Linked DNA regions of Mus musculus: region 2 is linked to region 1. The links are chromatin contacts, called in public HiChIP or PLAC-seq maps. All regions are on one chromosome and are shown on one strand. The core of a region is the stretch at or near the end of the contact, and the rest is flanking DNA. Distances in the headings are between cores, read along the strand shown. Region 1 has its middle 90 kb from the start of Gm29536. Region 2 has its middle 12 kb from the start of Ap1s3.

Region 1 (2,733 bases), core at 73-2,572:
TATTTTCCATCTACGATCCAGTATGATAAATACTTCTGTTATACCTCCTTGGGAATGTGATTTTGAAGTGTTTGTAGAAGTAGTGGAGTCAATAAAAATGTTTTTCTCAATTATGGTTGGATATTTTGGTGGTTGCCCAAATTATGATGCTGGAATAGAATACATAGCTGAGTGTATTGATGAATTTGTGTAGTCCACAGATTTCAGGAGGCTGAGTCCAGCGATTACTTGAGCCAAGCATTTGAGAAAAGCCTAGATAACATTATCAGGCCTTGCCTTAAAGATATATAGATGATAGATAGATAGATAGATAGATAGATAGATAGATAGATAGATTTGTCACTTCTTGACAAGTGTTGCCAGTTTAACAACTCCATTTTTATATATTCAAGATTGAGGTTGTCAGGTTAGTGTATCTCCTCTTCCATAACCTTTTGTCTTCATCTCTTCTCCAAACCATTCTAACACATGGCCAGAGTTGTCCACTAAGTTCAAGTCCATGCTTTGGTCTGGATTTCTTGTACTCCCTCCATTCTGATCTTTCTAAGAGACATCTTGTCCTAACTCTTACCAGACTTCCATCTTGTTCCCTATAAATCTGCTCTCCTCAGTGTATATATGTATTGCCCATCAGGTATTTCCACTTTAACAAATACCTTGCATATCTTCATCAAGAACAAGAAGACATAAAATAACCATTCTCAGTCTACACTGGAAAAGAAATTTGAGACAAGCATCTCTCTGTTATTTATATTTTATTGTATTTTTTTTAAATGCTCTGCCTGCCTCTGGCTATGGCCACCTGTTTAACAGGCTGGTTTTTTATTAAATTTTGACTTCTTCGGGATTTCTCTTCTCCTAGGTGCCTTAGTAGCATTTAAGCTATGGGACTTCTAATTCTCTGGGTATCAGAGACTAAGAGGTGCCCTATGTCCCTTCACGTGTTGTCAAGTATAGCCCATGATTGCTATGGCTGTCAAGCCACCTGACCTGACTTTGACACATAATATATCATTGACGGACTTCTAAGCTTTTTCAAACACCAGAAAGCCTGTTGTTCCCTTTGGGTTTTCCTTTGTAAGAATTCATTTCTTATTTCCCTCCTCCTGAAGAACAAAATGAGAAAGGAGGAATAGTGAGTCAACGCCTGAATTTTGTTTCTATTCAGCTAAGGTCATTTCCAGGACTAGACAAAGAAAAAAAAAACAGCAAAATGTTATGACAACTTTCAGACCAGAATATTTGTCAGTTAGAGTGTGCTCAGAAATGATCTCCGCATCTATTCCCCATCTAAACTGTTCTCAGATCAGGTTACAGTCTAAAATGTTAACAAATGATACAGAAGGGCACATTTTACTATAAATCACACCGTTAACGATGGAGCAGCCTGTGCTTATCTGATCTGGTTGCTAAGTACTCAGGCTTTATGTCTCAGGGGCCTACAGAGACAGAAGCACCAGCTGAAGTTGAGCCAGAAGATTTGGTAAGCAGCAATATCAACCTGTTGAAGATGAACGCAGGCACAAAGCTCCCCTAGATATGTTTAGGTGCTTCAGACAAATGAAGCAAGGAAAAGTTACTCAACATTGGACTACTGTGAAGTAACAGCCTAGTCAGAAACCATCTGGAACTTATCTTGAGCTGCCAGAGGATATTTCAGGAACAAAGCAATTAATATTTCCCAGGCTGCACAATTTCACTTTTCTTCTTCCTTATTCCCAACTAAACATTTCTTCTAAGAGAACCCAAACTGAATAGGTTATTTAGCTTGCTGTAGTTTCCTAGGGTGCACGCACTCGTGTGTGTGTGTGTGTGTGTGTGTGTGTGTGTGTGTGTGTGTGTGTGATATGAAGATAACTGTATAAAGGAAGTCATGGTTGTCTCAACATGAGTTCAGAGAGTAACCTTAGCTCATGTTCAGCTTCTAGCTTGTGAGTTAAGCTTATTGCTTTCTAGGTATCAGATTTTTCTCTTATAAAATATGTTCCCTGTGATCAAGACAGATAAAATATGAAAACCACTCTACAACCCAGGCTCAGCTGGTACTAACTATGTTCTCCAGGCTGGCTTCGAACTCACAGAAATCCCCTTACCCCATTTTCCTGATTCCTGCAGTTACAGGAATAAGTCACTATCTAGGTTAGGGTATCATTGTTGTGAAGTGACAATCAAGGCATTTCTTATAAAAGAAAATATTTAACTGGGGCTGGCTTACAGTTTCAGAGGTTCAGTACATTATCATCAAGGTGGGAAGCATGGCAGCCTGCAGGCAGACTTGTTGCTAAAGGACCGGCGGATTCTACATCTTGATTCTAAGGCAGCCAGGAGGAATTCCATACTGGGTGGAGCTTGAACATAGAGACCTCAAAACCCAGCCCCAGAATGACACGTGTACTCCAACAATGCCACACCTCCTAATAGTGCCACTCCCCATGGGCCAAGCATTCAAACACATGAGTCTAAGAGGGTCAAACCACCAGACAGTATACCTAGTTTTCTTCCTTCTCTCCTTTCTTTCTACCTTCCTTCCTTTTTTTTTTCAATCAGCAAAACGTTTATTTTTAAATACCTCCTAAACTGTGGAATTCTTACATGCATGAGTGACAGGCAGTATAGACAACAAGCCCTGTCTTGTCATTATGATTCCTGTACGGCCCCACAAATGCTAAGACCTTACCATTAGCCATATATATGTTAAAATAGAAATAGCTGGGTAAATACTGAAGAACAAAG
Region 2 (3,016 bases), core at 329-2,828, 370 kb after region 1:
TGAGGCTGGCTTTACGGATGCTGATGAAAAGCTGGGGGTTTGTACGAAAACAACCATTTATGAAATGATACCTTGGCCCACCCTCTCTTCCATTTCCCTTTGAATTGATTTGCGATTGGGATCCTTATGTCCAGGCCCTTGTCCGCAGGGGCCCATCCCACAACTCAATGCGCAGCGTGGAAGCCCTCTCTCTTGGGGCATGGTTATCAGGTGTCCCATCCAGTCTTTATTCAACATTGACCTAGATGGTCCTGCTTCAAATCTACCCTTCCAGAGAAAATGCCGTGTGGATATTAGCTTGAAGTTGAATGTCTGATTAAATGAAGGCCAGGATGGAGAAAAATCATGTTTTGGTTTTGTCTTCAGTTTTAGAAATTGGATTCTAACAGACTTGGGAGAGTTAAAGACCAAGTCTTTTTTTTTTTTTTTTTTTTTTTTTTAAAGACCAAAACATGGTAGTGGCGACATCTAGTGTTCATCATAAGTAATAGCTGACAAGAAGAATCTGCTTCTTTTTGTTTTGTTTTGTTTTTGTTTTCTTTTTTATTCCCTCCATTTCTTTCTCTCCCCCTACTCCCCAACCGATATTTTTTTCTAAAGCAAATTAAGTGTAATTCGGGGTAAATATTCGTTATGAACCAGAGTTTACAAGAACATCTTCACTGACTTTGTGAGTGTATATGGTTGGTGCCTTTCCAAATCTGAGAAACAAGATTTGGTCATCTCCCTGGGAGCTTCTGATGCAATTCAAACTTGTAAATTTTATTTCTTTCAAGACCTCGTCATTGCAGTTTTTCCAAGGCCGTGATCCTGGGCAGCCTTGGTTGTGAGGTTGGGGTCACTTCCACCACAATGTGGGCTATCCTCAATGGTAAAATCAGTGGGAAATCTAAGAAGAGTCAACCATGAAGCCCCCAGAGGTAATGTGGGTTTCTCAAACTCCATCTCTCAGGACTGGAAACTGAATCTGGGTTCCACTTAGTACTACCCTTGGCTTGATTAGTTGTCAAAGAGCAAAGCCCTGATCCTATTGCAGCAATGCCTATCCGGCTATAATTTGCTGGTCTGACCCAGTCTGGAATGTAAGAATAGATTTTATTAGAGGGTCCAGGTGGCAGGCAATGCTGAAAGCACCCTAAAGGCGCTAGCTCACTACGCCTTTGCTACCGCACTCTCGGCAGCGCTATCTGGAGGTAAGTTTTCGCCCCATCTGATAGACGCATGATCAGAAGACATAATGCTCTGGGAAATCAACCAGAAACCCATAGTCTTTGTACCCCTCAACTTCCCCAAGCCCTACGCATGCAGCAGCACTTGGGGTGTTTTTTTGTTTTTGTTTTTGTTTTTTTGATATTGATTTTACCAATGAAGACTCAGGAGCCAGATGCTGGGATGAAAGCCTGATAGCTCAGAAAGTTAGAGAAAGCACCCAGTTGACCTTCCTCCTCAGTTGACCCACCAGGAACTCCCTCTCTCACCTCAAGAACCCCTCAAACTGAAAGTCACTCCCTTCTACTTCCTGTTCTACCCATACTCCTGACTCCTCTTTACTCTCTATGGTTTTTATCTTAATAATCCTAAACTCACTTCCTGTTATCTGGTTGCTTGTTCCTCCTCTTGAGCTACAGTTGACTTCTTTTAATCCTGTTTACAGTGTTGAAGCAGAAAGCTCTTGGATTAAAGGTGTGTGCTAAGATTGAGCCCCACCACAACTAAAAGCAGGTTTTTCCAGTAAATAACCCAATCTCGGGGTTCACAGTTCGATCAAATATCCTGCAGCATGTGGGTTCAGTGGGTACATTCTGAGTGAACCAAGATGAAACTCACATCAAGACCCCACTCAGGAGAGCCACCAGATTGCCCCAATACCTTGCAACATTTTCTGAGCTCTGGAAGTTTACAGTCTTACAGCTCTATCCCCTGTCCTTGGAGGGTTTCTTTCCCATAGCACACTCTCTTGGCAAGCAGCATAGTCGAAACCCCAGCCCTTTTCAGTCTTTACGGGTCCCTTTTTCAAGAAACTAGATAACAAGACTCCCAAGGGTCGAGTCTGAGAACTTGTGCGTGGCATTGCCCAGGATAGACCCTCTGTGAAAGCACCCTCTGGTCTTTGAAGGCCATGAACAAGGGACTCAGGATGATGCCAGACCACATGCCTCAACCCTCCCTCACAAAGTGATCTTGGTTGGTCTCCCAGCCTCCCAACCTAGGCTCTGTTTTCTTCCATATTCCCTCACCAAAGCAACTTCAAATCTGAAGTCATCTCTGTCATTTCCAAGAGAAAGACAGAAGAAAGGGAAAATAATAAACATTTTCTATAACAGATTCCAAGGAAGCCATGACTTTACATGCTTTAGTCTTCTTTACGTACAGCACATTCTGCAGGTGATGAGAATGCTGATGTCCACAGTGGTTGCATAACTCATAACTATGTTAACGTAGCTAGGGATACAGAGATGGAGTTTAAAGACTGTTAAATCTGGCTCCAAAGCCCAGGCTCTACCCTATGCCAACCTGAAGGTGAGCCTCAATGATTCTTCGTGGATAGTTCTGCGTCTGGGAATCCCTAGGCAAAGTATGAGGATATATTTTGGAGTCAGAAAAGGTAGAGTTTGAGAAATCCTTTGTTATCCATGGAATGGAATAGAAGTAATTGCTAATTTGGAGAATTTGTGAAAGGATTAACTAAAACAGTCCAGGCAAATAACTCAGCATTGGAATTGAGAAAGAATGACACGGCATATTAGCGATCCCTGCCTGGTCCTCTTCAAGTCTGGACTCAGGTGAGCCAACACAGGGCTTCACATAAAAGAAGTAGTAATAGCAACCATTTAAAAACTGCTGGGCAGCACAGGTTTGCGCTCAAATATGCGGTCTCCACTCATATGCTGACAGCAAATATTTGTACAACTTTGTATCCAGACAGGCCTGAACTCAAATTAATAAAATCTAAAATCTAGGCTGATGGCAAATATTTTTTGAATAGAGTGATTAGTTCAGCACCTGGTTTGAGTTT

What was found. HiChIP or PLAC-seq counts read pairs in DNA pulled down with a chosen protein or histone mark.
Region 2: a contact with region 1 is called in an H3K27ac HiChIP or PLAC-seq map of acute myeloid leukemia, with 4 times the contacts expected there. The contact joins two enhancer-like sites. A contact is called at or near these places in 2 of 39 promoter capture datasets (hippocampal neurons and liver) and 2 of 115 datasets of contacts at active chromatin or transcription factors (acute myeloid leukemia and embryonic stem cells).

What each region holds. Positions count from the first base shown.
Region 1 is chr1:79,313,354-79,316,086 of GRCm38.p6, forward strand. No RefSeq gene overlaps it. Among named protein-coding and RNA genes, the nearest start is that of Gm29536, 90 kb to the left of the region's middle. Within about 2 kb of position 1,323, at least 7 of the 459 cell types and tissues checked have an H3K27ac peak or open chromatin away from gene starts, as enhancers often do. A contact at or near this core is called in acute myeloid leukemia, where this site is marked.
Region 2 is chr1:79,682,698-79,685,713 of GRCm38.p6, forward strand. No RefSeq gene overlaps it. Among named protein-coding and RNA genes, the nearest start is that of Ap1s3, 12 kb to the left of the region's middle. Within about 2 kb of position 1,579, at least 39 of the 459 cell types and tissues checked have an H3K27ac peak or open chromatin away from gene starts, as enhancers often do. A contact at or near this core is called in acute myeloid leukemia, where this site is marked.